Regions from separate parts of the Ovis aries genome. Here region 2 is linked to region 1. Evidence: chromatin contacts called from public Hi-C data. All regions are on one chromosome and are shown on one strand. Each heading gives the region's core, a stretch centred on a gene start, on an enhancer-like site or on the middle of the called end of the contact. The rest is flanking DNA. Distances are from core to core; before and after follow the strand shown. Region 1 holds the start of LOC101109345 (cytochrome c oxidase assembly factor 5). Region 2 has its middle 14 kb from the start of INPP4A.

The links. Hi-C and Micro-C count contacts between places; a contact is called where the count stands out from the background.
Region 2: a Hi-C map of liver shows a contact between it and region 1, with 4 times the contacts expected there. The contact joins the enhancer-like site here to the promoter of LOC101109345 in region 1. A contact is called at or near these places in 9 of 16 Hi-C or Micro-C datasets (blood, hypothalamus, liver and 4 more).

The regions. Positions count from the first base shown.
Region 1 is chr3:102,634,687-102,642,260 of ARS-UI_Ramb_v3.0, reverse strand. It overlaps LOC101109345 (cytochrome c oxidase assembly factor 5), which reads right to left and starts at 4,410. Exons shown (of 3, transcript XM_004006150.5): 1 at 4,251-4,410. The coding sequence starts at 4,349. UNC50 (unc-50 inner nuclear membrane RNA binding protein) reads left to right here and starts at 4,464. Exons shown (of 6, transcript XM_012173801.4): 1 at 4,464-4,502; 2 at 5,739-6,022; 3 at 7,438-7,558. The coding sequence starts at 5,743.
Region 2 is chr3:102,817,494-102,825,067 of ARS-UI_Ramb_v3.0, reverse strand. No RefSeq gene overlaps it. Among named protein-coding and RNA genes, the nearest start is that of INPP4A, 14 kb to the right of the region's middle. Within about 2 kb of position 4,432, at least 18 of the 54 cell types and tissues checked have an H3K27ac peak or open chromatin away from gene starts, as enhancers often do. A contact at or near this core is called in liver, where this site is marked.

The DNA.
Region 1 (7,574 bases), core at 3,161-5,660:
CGGACAGGTCATGGTGGAGAGGTCTGACAAAATGTGGTCCACTGGAGAAGGAATGGCAAACCACTTCAGTATTCTTGCTTTGAGAACCCCATGAACAGTATGAAAAGGCAAAAAGATAGAATACTGAAAGATGAACTCCCCAGATTGGTAGGTGCCCAATATGCTACTGGAGATCAGTGGAGAAATAACTCCAAAAAGAATGAAGGGATGGAGCCAAAGAAAAAACAACACCCAGCTGTGAATGTGACTAGTGATAGAAGCAAGGTCCGATGCTGTAAAGAGCAATACTGTACAGGAACCGGGATGTTAGGTCCATCAATCAAGGCAAACTGCAAGTGGTTAAACAGGAGATGGCAAGTGTGAACACTGACATTTTAGGAATCAGCAAACTAAAATGGACTGGAATGGGTGAATTTAACTCAGATAACCATTATATCTACTACTGTGGGCAAGAATTCCTTGGAAGAAATGAAGTAGCCATCACAGTCAACAAGAGTCCGAAATGCAGTACTTGGGTGCAATCTCAAAAACGACAGAATGATCCCTGTTTCCAAGGCAAACCATTCAATATCACAGTAATACAAGCCTATGCCCCAATGAGTAATGCTGAAGAAGCTGAAGTTGAGCAGTTCCATGAAGACCTGCAAGACCTTCTAGAACACCCCAAAAAGTTATCCTTTTCATTAAAGGGGACAGGAATGCAAAAGTAGGAAGTCAAGAAACACCTGGAGTAACAGGCAAATGTGGCCTTGAAGTACAGAATGAAGAAGGCAAAGGCTAATAGTTTTGCCAAGAGAACATACTGGTCATAGCAAACACCCTCTTCCAACAACACAAGAGAAGATTCTACACATGGACATCACCAGATGGTCAACACCAAAATCAGATTGATTATGTTCTTTGCAGCCAAAGATGGAGAAGCTCTAACAAGACTTCTGACTCTAGCAAGTCAGCAAAAACAAGACTGGGAGCTGACTGTGGGTCAGATCATGAACTCCTTATTGTCCAATTCAGACTTAAATTGAAGAAAGTAGGGAAAACCACTAGACCATTCAGGTATGACCTAAATCAAATCCCTTATGATTATACAGTGGAAATGACATATAGATTCAAAGGATTCAATCTGATAGAGTGCCCGAAGAACTATGGACGGAGGTTTGTGACATTGTACAGGAAGCAGTGATCAAGACCATCCCCAAGAAAAAGAAATGCAAAAAGGCAAAATGGTTGTCGGAGGAGGTCTTAAAAATAGCTGTGAAAAGAAGATACGCAAAAGGCAAAGGAGACATATCCATTTGAATGCAGAGTTCCAAAGAATATCAAGGAGAGATAAGAACGCTTTCCTCACTGATCAGTGCAAAGAAATAGAGGAAAACAATAGAATGGGAAAGACTAGAGATCTCTTCAAGAAAGTTAGGGATACCAAGGGAACATTTCATGCAAAGATGGGCTCAATAAAGGACAGAAATGGTATGGACCTAACTAAAGTAGAAGATATTAAGAAGAGGTGGCAAGAATACACAGAAGAACTATATAAAAAAGATCTTCACAACCCAGATAATCATGATGGTGCAATCACTCACCTAGAGCTGCTGCTGCTGCTGCTAAGTCACTTCAGTTGTGTCCAACTCTGTGCGACCCCACAGACGGCAGCTCACCAGGCTCCCTCGTCCCTGGGATTCTCCAGGCAAGAACACTGGAGTGGGTTGCCATTTCCTTCTCCAATGCATGAAAGTGAAGTTGCTCAGTTGTGTCCGACTCTTAGCGACACCATGGAATGCAGCCTACCAGGCTCCTTCGTCCATGGAAGTGGGGTGCCACTGCCATCACCTAGAGCGAGACATCCTAAAATGTGAAGTCAAGTGGGCCTTAGGAAGCATCACTACAAACAAAGTTAGTGGAGAGGATGGAATTCCAGTTGAGCTATTTCAAATCCTGAAAGATGATGCTGTGAAAGTGCTGTATTCAATATGCCAACAAATCTGGAAAACTCAGCAGTGGCCATAGGACTGGAAAAGGTCAGTTTTCATTCCAATCCCAAAGAAAGGCAATGCCAAAGAATGCTGAAATTACCGCACAATTATACTTATCTCACACACTAGCTCAAAATTCTCCAAGCCAGGCTTCAACAGTACGTGCGTGAACCGTGAACTTCCTGATGATCAAGCTGGATTTAGAAAATGCAGAGATCAAACTGCCAACATCTGTTTGATCATGGAAAAATGAGAGAGTTCCAGACAAACATCTACTTCTGCTTTACTGACTATGCCAAAGCCTTTGACTGGGTGGATCACAATAAACTGAAAAATTCTAAAGAAATGGGCATATCAGACCATCTAACCTGTCTCCTGAGAAACCTGTGTGCAGGTCAAGAAGTTAGAACTGGACATGGAACAACAGACTGGTTCCAAATCAAAAAAGGAGTACATCAATGCGATATATTGTCATCCTGCTTATTTAACTTCTATGCACAGGATATCATGAGAAATGCTAGACTAGATGAAGCACAAGCTGGAATCAGGATTGCTGGGAGAAACAGCAATAATCTTAGATATGCATATGACACCACACTTATGGAAGAAAGCAAAGAATCAAAGAGCCTCTTGAAGAAAGTGAAACAGGAGACTGAAAAAGTTGGCTTAAAGCCCAACATTCAGAAAACTAAGATCCTGAAGTGCAGTTGTAACTGGACGTCCTGTGTTTTTATGCTCAATCTGGCCGCCTTACGGGAGGCCCCGAACATGGCAAATAGATGGGGAAACAATGGAAACAGTGACAGGTTTTACTTGGGGGGCTCCAAAATCACTGCAGATGGTGACTGCAGCCATGAAAGTAAAAGACGCTTACTCCTTGGAAGGAAAGTTACGACCAACCTAGACAGCATATTAAAAAGCAGAAACATTACTTTGCCAACAAAGGTCCGTCTAGTCAAGGCTATGGTTTTTCCAGTAGTCAGGTATGGATGTGAGAACTGGACTATAAAGAAAGCTGAGCACCAAAGAATTGATGCTTTTGAACTGTGGTGTTGGAGAACTCTTGAGAGCCCTTTGGACAGCAAGGAGATCCAAGCAATCCATCCTGAAGGAAATCAGTCCTGAATATTCATTGGAAGGACTGATGCTGAAGCTGATAATCCAATACTTTGGCCACCTGATGCGAAGAACCGGCTCACTGGCAAAGACCTGATGCTGGGAATGATTGAAGGCAGGAGGAGAAGGGGATGACAGTGGTTGAGATGGCTGGATGGCATCACCGACTCAATGGACATGAGTTTGAATAAACTCCGGGAGTTGGTGATGGATAAGGAAGGCTGGAGTGCTTTGGGGTCGCAAAGAGTTGGACACGACTTAGCGACTGAACTGAACTGAATACCAGAATCCAGGTTTGCCAGTCGGCTTTGAACTTCACTGGGCTTCCCAGATGGCACTAGTGGTAAAGAACCACTAGCCAACCACTTGCCAACGCAGTAGATACAAAAGACACGGGTTCGATCCCAGGTCGGGAAGATCCCCTGGAGGCGGGCACGACAACCCACTCCAGTATTCTTGCCTGGACCATCCCATGGATAGAGGAGCCTAGAGGGGTAGGGTCTACGGGGCCGCGAAAAGTAGGAAACGACTTAAGGCACGCATATCAGACTGGCTCCAGAGAAGACCTGTGGCTGTACTGAGGGAAAGATAGCAAATTCCTGTCTCCCATCACAGCACCTAAAACCACAAGTTCAACGGTAGGGGGCGCGAGATACAAAGTGGTGAAAATAAAAAAGCTGCCTCTTTTACAGCTTATCCTGGAATACACAGAACTCAGCAAGTTCAGACCAGCACAAAGTAAATACAGCATCTATTCAGCCACAACTGAACTGAGAAAGGAGGTTTCACGAGGCAACACAGTATGGCAGGTTCATGTAATTATGTGCTAATTTACTGGTTCTCATTTTCGAGGGCTCCAGAAACCTGTGATTCTCTCCTATATGCCTCCAGAACCCAGGAGAGCAGCAGCATTTCGTGTCTCTGCACCCGAGATGGTTTAAACTTTACAAAAACCCAACAGGGCAGCACGGTTTTCTCCAGTTTCACCATTGGGAAGTCAGGTTCCGACAGTGGACTCGCCCAAGTTCACTAAGTCGGTGGAGAACTAGGACCGCGAACTCGGAGGCACGACTCAGCCATCACCGGGGCCCGCCAGGGACCCTCCGCCAGCCTCGCCTCCCCGCTTCGGGCCTCGGTCATCCGAGCACCCGGCCGCGCTACCTTGAGCACGCAGTCAGACTGCAGCAGACACAAGCCCAGATCCTCCTTCACGCCCGCGCACGCGCCGCCCTCAGGCTTGTCCTCGTAATATCGGGGCATGACTGCGCCTCCAGCTGGCCGCGGCCTCCACCCTCTCCTCCCGAGACGGCCCAGACTCCTCAGGACGCCAGTGACGCCGCGGCGGGCGGAACCGGAAAAAGACCGGTAGCAACCACTTCCGGTGGGCGCGCGGCGAGAGACGTAACGCGAGAGGTATCGCGCGCGGCGTTTGTGGGTCACGGGACGCGACGCGCCCCCTACGTGGTTGACGTAGCGAGGAGGGAAGTTGGCCCAGCGGCGGCTGGGTCGGCTGCTGGGCGGTGGTGGCGGGTGTATGTGAAGCCGGTGGACGCCGCCGCGGGGCTCCAGGTGAGGCCTGCCGACGGCCCCATCTGCGCGCGACTCGGGCTCGCCGGTCGGCCTTTTCTTCTGGCAACTTGCGGCCCCACATCACCCGGCCCTGGAGTGACCGCGCCCGGGTCCGGCTGCTCGGCCTGCGTTGGGGCTGCCAGACACCATCGCGGAGGCTGGTTACAGCCGAATTTCAGATAGCAGCGAATGATGTCTGCATAGCTGCGGGTCTCACGCAGTGTTTCGGACCTGCTTATATTACAAATTATTGTTGTATCTGCGATGCAGTTGTAATTGGACATCCTGTGTTTTTATGCTCAATCTGGCCGCCTTACCGGCGGCCCCGAGCCGGCGGGGAGCAGCTGGCGTCCTGGAGGCCTGGGGAGTGGAGCCCGACACTGGGCTGCCGGGGCGGGACAAGGAGGCCGGACGATGACCAGCGCCTCCCTGGCTTCAGGCTGGTTGGACTGGACCCCCACGCTGTCGTTCCCCTGATGAACTATTCAGGAAGTAAAACACTATGCGTTTGAGTTTTGCCTTGTTTTTACATCCCATGCTAGTGAACGAGTTGCTTGTTGGTGAGGCGCTGATGGTCTTGTGTGATAAACCATTTTACTTTACGTCGTCGGGAACATCGTTTCTGTTTGGCTTCAGCAAAGGCTTTTCCTTAAAGTCTTGATTGTTAGCACAGATGACAGGTGGACTTTTGATTCAGACTGCCTGAATTTTGGCTCTATCACTATCTCTGCTTCTGGAGAAGGGGTGGGAGGAGGTGGGGAGGTGGGGAGAGGTGGAGCAGATCTGAGGATTGACAGAAATGAAGTACAGAGAATGGGTGGACCTTGTAAAAGCGTTATTATGAAGGTTCAGAAGGCCACGGGGCAGCCCTTTCCTGAAGTGCAATGGGCAGTTCTCCAGCTCCCAAATCAGCCTCAAAACCAAATTTACCCTTTTTTGAGTCCTGCCTCTTCTCAGGGATTGGGGCCAAAATGTAAGGTGACTTGTCTCCTAAATAACTCACAAGAGGGGTGCTAGAGGCTGGCAGTTTCTTCTGATGATTTGTATTAATAATATAAATTTTTCCTCCCTTCTATCTAGGAAGATGTTACCAAGTACTTCGGTGACTTCCCCAGTGCAGGGGAACGGAGTGTTGAGTTCCAGGGATGCAGCCAGACACACAGCGGGAGCAAAACGCTACAAATACCTGAGGAGGCTTTTCCGTTTCCGGCAGATGGACTTTGAGTTTGCTGCCTGGCAGATGCTCTACCTGTTCACTTCCCCACAGAGAGTTTATAGAAACTTTCACTATAGGAAGCAGACGAAAGATCAGTGGGCCAGGGATGACCCAGCTTTCTTGGTCCTGTTAAGTATCTGGCTCTGTGGTAAGTGTTTATCTGCAGGAGAGTTGAGAAATCAGTTGACTGTTTCAGGTTGGACTTGTCATTTGGAGATTCCTGTTGTCAGCGTGTTATGGGTCATAATTTGGGGTTCTCTGAAGCTGTTGTCTTCCTTTCTGAAGTCTCCAAAATCTCCTCACAGGAAAGAGAGTGGTATTCTTCCTGACTTTAAAGGTCCCAAGCAGATGCCAGAGGAAACTGGTTCCTCGGAACTTTAAAAAGCACAGGACAGAGTCACTCCGTGTCGAATTTCAACTACCGTGATAAATACGTAGGGCTTCCCTGGTGCTTCAGACGGTGAAGAATCTGCCTGCAGTGCTGGAGACCTGAGTTCAATCCCTGGGTCAGGAAGATCCCCTGCAGACGGAAATGGCTACCCACTCCAGTATTCTTGCCTGGAGAATTCCATGGACAGAGGAGCCTGGTGGGCTACAGTCCGTGGGGTCGCAAAAGAATCAGATACAACTGAGCGATTAAACTTTCACATTTTTCATAAATTCATTGATACCCAAATGCAAACAATGTGAAAAAGGACTACTGAGATTGGAAGTTACATTTCACCCTCAGGCTGAGCCAGGGCTTCCCTGGTGACTCAGTTGGTAAATAACCTGCCTGCAGTGCAGGAGACCCAGGTTTGATCCCTGGGTCAGGAAGATCCCCCTGGAGAAGGGAATGACAACCCACTCCAGTATTCTTGCCTGGAAAATCCCATGGACAGAGGAGCCTGGTGGGCTACCGTCCATGGGGTCACAAAGAGTCAGACACGACTGAGGACTAACACTCTCACTTCTCACTTTCATCAGGCCGATCCAGAGTGAGGGTTCTGAAAGCACTAATGTGATCTTGAGAAACTGCTTTAAGTTCTCCAATAGTGCAGTGAAAGGGTCTGAACCACTTTTAGTGTCTCAATCATGTCTGACTTTTTGTGACCCCTTGGACTGTAGCCTTCCAGTCTCTGTCCATGAAATTCACCAGGCAAGAATACGGGAGTGGGTAGCCATTTCCTTCTCTAGAGGATATTCCTGAGCCAGGAGTCAAACCTGGGTCTCCTGCATTGCAGGCAGATTCTTTACAATCTAAGCCACCAGGGAAGCCCACCTTTAACTGGGTTTAAACACAGGAGTGCCTTCTCAGTAGTGGTCGTATTCTGAATGCTGGGGCTACCCTGGTGAATCAGATACACGGGCCTCCTCAGTAAACGTCAGGTATCTCAGTGGTAGTTGTGTGTTCCAGGGCGATCTGCATTTCTTAATCAGTTACATCTATTAATAAGATAGCTTAGGGGTTTTGTTTACATACCTGCATCCCATTCTGGAGTGGGCATCTGAAAGGCAGAAACTGACCTGTATGCTTAGAATCTAGCAAAGTGCCTGAATGCATCTTGTAAATCTTTCTTGCAGTGTCCACGATAGGATTTGGCTTTGTGCTGGACATGGGGTTTTTTGAGACGATAAAGCTGCTCCTTTGGGTGGTATTCATAGACTGTGTAGGCGTCGGTCTTCTCATATCAACCTTAATGTGGTAAGTACGGAAGCTT
Region 2 (7,574 bases), core at 3,183-5,682, 180 kb before region 1:
TGAGAAAGGCTACTGTGTTCAGGGCCCCGGGGCCGCAGCGGTCAGGTAATGCTGCTGCCAACAGCGTGACATCGCAGCTATCACAGCTCTCTACACTAGGCTTTCCGGGTGGCTTAGCAGTACAGAATCCGCCCCAGTAGATACAAGTTGGATTTCTGGGTCAGGAAGATCTCCTGGAGGAGGGCATGGCAACCCACTCCAGTATTCCTCCCTGGAGAATCCCATGGACAGAGGAGCCTGGTGGGCAAATAGTCAGATGTGACTGAAATAGCTTAGCACACACTGGGGCAGAGCCAGGGGATGGGGTCAGCCAGTCTCCAAGGCCCCCCCCCCCCCCAACCTCTGCCCGTCTCTGATCCTTCGGGTAGGGAAAAGGGAGACTGTGGCCCTCTTGTTTTGTAGGTGGCCCAGATCCTTTGATTACTATTGCCATGACAATTAAAACGGACCTTATGTCTCCAGAAAACATTGAAAACATAGTCATCACGGATGGAAACAGGAACTGTAAATGGTTGACTCTAAGTTATCAGAGTCATCTGGGGCAGGACAGCTCCTTCTTGTGTTCAGAGCATAACACGGAGGACATCTGGCCCCTTTCCCCCGCCCACACACTAAGTGCTTTGGGCACCTGCAGTCACCTTGACAGGCCAATATCCTTTCCAGACACCTCCCAGTCCCCACCCTGGGGTGGGGGGCCTGGTCAAGAACTACTGAAATTTTTAAAAATTCTTTTTGGTGGAAAGTTGTACTTGCTAACTATAGTTTAAGTTTGATTTATGTTGTATCACACAGAGTTCAGTCTTTGTACAAATTCACTTTTGTTCTCTATAAGCTATTCAGTAATTCAGGTCAAACACACAAGTAATACCATTTTCATCAAAAAGCTCCCTGTTTAGAAAATTCGCTCACCTTTAGATCAAGGCCCACTTGTTTGGGGCAAAAGGCAAATCTAAAGGGTTTAGGGGGCATGAGAAGAAAGGAGGAGAGGCTGCCGAGGGAGCCCACATCTCTTGTTTGGCCGCCCTTCCCCACCCCGACCCCTCCTTGGCCACAGTTATTGCCACATCCTCCTAACTGCCCTCACCCGCAACGCTCCTGCCACCACCAGCGGTGCAAGGCCGGGGTTGCACGTCTTCTCAAGGCAGACAACGGGTGATGGGTGCAGGGTAGCGAGGACAGATCCTGACTGCAGCAGAGGAGAGAAAGATTCTGGTCATCCTGATGGAATTCTGGTTTCATTTTCTAATAGAAACACTGTTTTAATATCAGTGAAATAGAAATCTGTAGGCTCCCTGGAAACTTTATCCCCATTTGTAACATTGATTCTCTAGCAAAAGAAACCTAATCCTAACTCTAAATAACTTTCCAAACTTTTCTTTTTGGCAACTCTCTATAGGTTTTATTTGTATGAGGGGCAGTGAAAAAGAAGATGCCTGCAGTGAATGACTCTCGTTTTCTTCCCCTTAGTCAGAGAAATTTGTACAGGAATGAGTTTTTCACTGTACCCAGAAGTAGCTTACACAGTCTTCAGTGAATGGGATGGTTCTACTTTTAGGACCTGGGCGTTCACATGTACACATTCAGTTCCCTAGGTGAGTCACCAGCTTTTTCAGTTTGTTCTTTGAGCTCAGAAGCATGTAGCAACAAACTGCCAACAAATGTGGAGGGGAAAGTCATCGATCTGTGCTGGATAAGAAGCCAGCACCATTCCATACCAGGATCTGGGCGCCGCCCTCCGGTGCGTTTCCTGGACCAGTTTGTAGCTCAGTGCAGCAAACTGAAGCAGCTACTCAACCAAGTGACAAGAGGCTGCTGCCTGCATTTCCCTGGAGCGTGGCCTCTGGACCCTCCCCTCCTCTGTGGATAGAGATGCTGGAGCTACTGAAATAAGGGTGAAAACTCTAGTTCGCCCTTATTTTAGGCCTCCGGCATCACTTACTCATTCATTCTACATCTTATAATGCTAGAACGTAAAAGTTTAGAGTGGCTTGAGTTGGAGTAGGATAGACAGGCAAGGGCTTCCTCACCCTATTTCTTGGACATCTCCCTTCTCCCACCCGTTAAAGCTGGTGATGCTTCTTGTGATATAGGAAGTCATCCCCCTCTGCCAATGTTATCTCCTGAAGATTCATATGCTAAGGAGTTTGGGACTTTACCTGTGGCAATACAGAGACACTGGAGGGTTGAGCTGCCTCCTAAATAAACCCCTGTTATGTGGGAGTTGGATTTGGAGGCCCAGAGAGGGGAGTTGTCCAGGCTAGGGGAGGGGTCTGGGTTGGAGAAGGGGATGGCAAGCTGAACAGTGGAGAAGTAGAGACAGAATCAAGAAACAGTTAACAGGTCAAGTAGTCAGCGGTATTTTAAAGCCTGGAAGGCATAACCATTTTTGAAGGAGAAAGAAGGCTTGCCTGTGAAACCTTCAGGGAACTGAGATGAGCAAGTGAGCAGTCAGGATATGGTAAAAGTCAGAGATGGAAATTCAAGGAGGAGGGTGTGACTGATGATGTCACATCACACCCTGAAGAATTGTGAAGTGTGCGTTGAATTTGGTAACAAGAAGGACATTGGTGACCTTGGCAAGTTCTCTTGTGCTAGTTCATTCTGCCTTTCATTCTAGAAGAGGCAATAGCTATGACGGCCAAAGGTGGAAAGATCCGTGCGTAAATCCTTAACGCCACTGTCTGCTGGTAGAACTGGAAAGATCCTTTTGTTATTTGCTTATCTGTACCATCCAATTTTTTTCCAACACACAAGCATGTGTTACTTTTGTTATTATTTATGAAAAAAAAAAAAAAAGAGAGAGAGAGAGAGAGACATGAAAGAGCCAGATCCCCAGGCCAGGTAAGCAGCTTTCATATTTCAATGCCTGTCTTGGCCAGAGAGGCCCCTGCACATCTAATATTCTTTAATCCTCCAAGTCTTCTGTTTTAACACTCTGCTCTAAGGCTGTGTTTGCTAAACCACAGCAGGAATACAGAGACTACATAAGTAGGTAAACACGAGTGAAACCATTAGAATTAAAATGATGGACTATTTTGTTCTATATGCAAGAATTTCATGATGAATGGATTTCGCAGAAGCACAACAAAGCAAAATTTTTGGAGTAAAAAAAAAAACCCACACATCCATGGCAGTATACTTCAAAAGTTGCCTGTCCCCAAGACAAAGCAGTTATACAGAAACCAGACTTTGTATCTAGCAATTGCTATACTGTGGCAATTGCAATCCAGAAGACTCTAATGTCAGTTATCTTGAATATAACCATGTGTTTGGCTCCCCAACCTGGGAAATGATGCTTCAGATACTGAATAGCATCTGTCTTGAAAGAGTAGGTTACAAAAACATCAAAATACTTTTGACAATTCCTTCAAAACAATCTGAGTTCTGTTTCACTAAGGCAAGGATCTTAAAATGGGAATTTCAAGATGGTCTTTGGACATTTTTGAAATTTCAGATATACTTTCAAATATTAGGATTAAACTGGTCAGTACATTAATAGATATATCACCAATGAAATTGCCTAAGAGTAGACAGTTACAAATGACACAGTATAAATCATCTGGGTGGTATTTCCCCCGTGGGACTGGTGAAGCTACTGAAGCAAGCAGATCACGGCTGCTGGCGGCAGTGGTTAACCCTAGACCCAGATGAAGTGTCGGCTTTGACAGAATTATTTCGTTCTTCCATTTAATTCAGGCAGGTATGCAAGGTGCATGCTGTTAACAGACACAAGTGTTCACAGACTTGGCAACGTTGGACTCTTCTGTGCTTTAAGTACAGCCTGTATCTTTCCTAAATGCATTAGAGGAGAAGTCGTGTGTGTGTGATTATAGAGTTTAGGTTAATAATCAGGGAAGTGAGGGATCCAGAGGGCACGGCTGTCAGTACTTGGAGTGGTTCTCCAGGGAAAGGTTGGGCTGAACTGTGCGCAAACCTGTACCAGGAGATCCACCCACGCCTCAGGGACAGAACAGGTCAGAGTGGGAGGGACAGGGCTTCCCTGGTGGCTCAGCGGTAGAAGAATCTGCTTGCAATGCAAGAGTGGGAGGGAACAGCTCTTTTCTGTGCAAACGTCAGCCTTCAGGGCTGGCAGCAAGGTGTGGCTTGGCCTTTTTAGCACACTGCAGTAATCAAGATGCCAAAGCAAGAATGTGGTTGGAACCATTCGTAGAATTTAAGATGCAATGACTGATGATAAATACGCTCCTAGGTGTTTGACCCTCTGGGTGGGTGGCTTTTGATGATGGTCACCGTCTCTCCTTCCTCGTCTCTATGGTGATGTCTTGGTGAGGGTGCCCTGACAGACACCAAGGCCTCACTCTGCCTCTCTTGCAGTCAGGCTGATGAGGGAACTAGTTGTGGCCAGAGAAGTGTGAGCGGAAGTAGCGTGTCTGCTACCCCACGCTTTCCTCCTCCTCCTCCCTGGGACCTGCAGGCCTCATGATGCAGAGCCTGCGCCTCCAAGCCCACAAGACTGTGACACAAGTGACAGGCCTTCACTGTGTGAAGCCAGTGACATTTGGGTTCATGTGTAAGATTTTATAACGTCTGCCTTTGAATCAGGAAGGAAGCACTGTATTTCCTGTGCCAGCAAGTCGGGGTGCTATTTCTATAAAACTCATTTCCAAACCTACCTCCTGGCCCGCGATGCTCCTGAGGGTGCTGTCTTCATCCCCAGATTCCTGCAGTGCCATTCTGCTGGTGGTAACAGAGGCAGCCGTGGGCCCAGAGGCACATCTCTTATCTTGCCATCTTTGGGAGGGCTAAAAGTGAACTCAGTTTTAGAAGAGATTTGGGGAGGGGGAAGTGGCTGTCACTATTCCCACTGTCAGATGGGGAACCAAGGCTGAGCAAGATGAAATCACTTGTTTAGAGCACATAGCTAGGAAACTGGGCAGGCTTCCGGAAGCCCATATTTTAGCCACTTACGCTAAACTACACCCTAGGAGTTGGGTCAGCTTGACCAGTTCAGAGACTGTCTAATGCTTTCACTGCAAATTTACTGTGATTCTGTGAAAAGCATTTATTTATTTTTTCAAATTGTGGACTGCAATCCATGATCGGGTCATGAAACCAATCTAATAACAAATTTTAGGGGAATATAATAAAAATAATAGACTGCCTTGGCATCATACACAGGAGGATGGCTCCATGGAAACTGTGTTTGTTACACTCACATGTCATGTGTTTGATTGGGACATAAAATTCACTCTTTTGCTACAGATTGTAGTCAGCAGTCTGATAGCACCGCAAAAATTAGGTTTCAATTGTTTGTGAGTTTCATGGGGAAAAAATGTTATATTGTGAATAACCTGTGACTCCTAACTTGCCAGCCCTCAAAAAATGCCCCACTCTAGTTTTTTTAATATAACATTCCTTTTTGGGCTGTGCTGGGTCTTCAGTGCTGCACACAGGCCTTCTCTAGTTGCGGCGAGCAGGGGCCGCTCTCTAGTTGTGGCTTCTCATTGCAGTGGCTTCTCTTATCGCAGAGCACAGGCTTTAGGGTGAGAGGGTTTCGGCAGTTGTGGGGCATTGGTTTAGTTGCCCCGCCACATGTGGAATCTTCCCAAACCAGGGGTGGAACCCGTGGCCCCTGCACTGGCAGTTGGAATCTTAACCACTTGGACCACCAGGGAAGTCTAGCCCACCATGCCTTTCGTCACAGATTGTAGTTGGTTTACAGCGTTGTGTTAGTTTCAGGTACACAGCAAAGTGGTTCAGCTATGCATGAGGGGAGCGGAAGTCGCTCGGTCGTGTCCCACTCTCTGCGACCCCATGGACTGTGGCCTACCAGCCTGCTCCGTCCATGGGATTCTCCAGGCAAGAATACTGGAGTGGGTTACCATTTCCTTCTCCAGGCGATCTTCCTGACCCAGGGATCGAACCCGGGTCTCCTGCATTGGAGGCGGACGCTTTAACCTCTGAGCCACCAGGGAAGCCCAAAACGAACTACCTATTCCCTAACTGGATGCCATGATCTTCGTTTTCTGAATGTTGAGCTTTAAGCCAACTTTTTCACTCTCCTCTTTCACTTTCATCAAGAGGCTTTTTAGCCCCTCTTCACTTTCTGCCATAAGGGTGGTGCCATCTGCATATCTGAGGTGATTCATATTTCTTCCGGCAATCTTGATTCCAGCTTGTGTTTCTTCCAGTCCAGGGTTTCTCATGATGTCCTCTGCATAGAAGTTAAATAAGCAGGGTGATTACTAGATATTAAATACAGTTCCCTCTGCTACACAATAGGTCCTTGTTGTTAATCTATATTATGCACAGTAGTGTATATCTGTTAGTCCGAAATTCCCAGTTTCTCTCTCCCCTGCTTTCCCTTTTGATAACCATATGTTTGTTTTCTGTGTCTGTGAGCCTCACTATACCTTGATCCCCAAAGCACATGAGGAGCAAGGCTGCTTTATTTATCCTAGCAAGAAAGGCACCAAGGCCAGCATGCTCCCTGGCAGCCAGATCTTCTCCAGGCCTCCAGCACACCCAGATCATTCCCACTGAACTGGCAACATCAGACAGGAGTCATCCCTTCCAACAGCCCATCCCCAAGGCCTCCGATACACTGATTTTCAGTGTGCCAAGGAATGCTTCCTCTCTCCAAGGGCCAGCCTCGCCTTCCCTCTTCCCTCCACACTTGGGGAATCCACCAGCTCATCTCTCCCCTGCCTAGTCCCAGCCTGTTTTAATGAGATGTTCCATCTTAGCTGGAGAATAGAATAGACTGTGATACTCCTTTGCGTGCATGCATGCGTGCTAAGCTGCTTCCATTGTGTCCAACTGTGATCCTATGGCAGAGAAGGCAGTGGCGCCCCACTCCAGTGCTCTTGCCTGGAAAATCCCATGGACAGAGGAACCTGGTGGGCTGCAGTCCATGGGGTCACTAAGAGTAGGACACGACTGAGTGACTTCATTTTCACTTTTCACTTTCATGCATTGGAGAAGGCAATGGCAACCCACTCCAGTGTTCTTGCCTGGAGAATCCCAGGGACGGGGGAGCCTGGTGGGCTGCCGTCTATGGGGTCACACAGAGTCGGACATGACTGAAGCGTCTTAGCAGCAACAGCAGCAGTGACCCTATGGACCGTAGCCTGCCAGGCTTCTCTGTACATGGGATTCTCAAGGAAAACTACTGGAATGGGTTGCCATTTCCTCCTCCAGGGGATCTTCCTGATCCAGGGATCGAACCCATGTCTCCTGCATTGCAGGTGGATTCTTTGCCACAGAGCCACCTGGGAAGCCCTACGATACTCCTTTATAGGAAAGAAAAGCAGAGTGAATGCTGCTGCTGCTGCTGCTGCTAAGTCGCTTCAGTCGTGTCTGACTCTGTGCGATCCCATAGACAGCCTCCCACCAGGCTCCCCCGTCCCTGGGATTCTCCAGGCAAGAACACAGGAGTGGGTTGCCATTTCCTTCTCCAATGCATGAAAGTGAAAAGTGAAAGTGAAGTCGCTCAGTCGTGTCTGACTCTTAGCAACCTCATGGACTGCAGCCTACCAGGCTCCTCCGCCCATGGGATTTTCCAGGCAAGAGTACTGGAGTGGGTACCATTGCCTTCTCCGGCAGAGTGAATA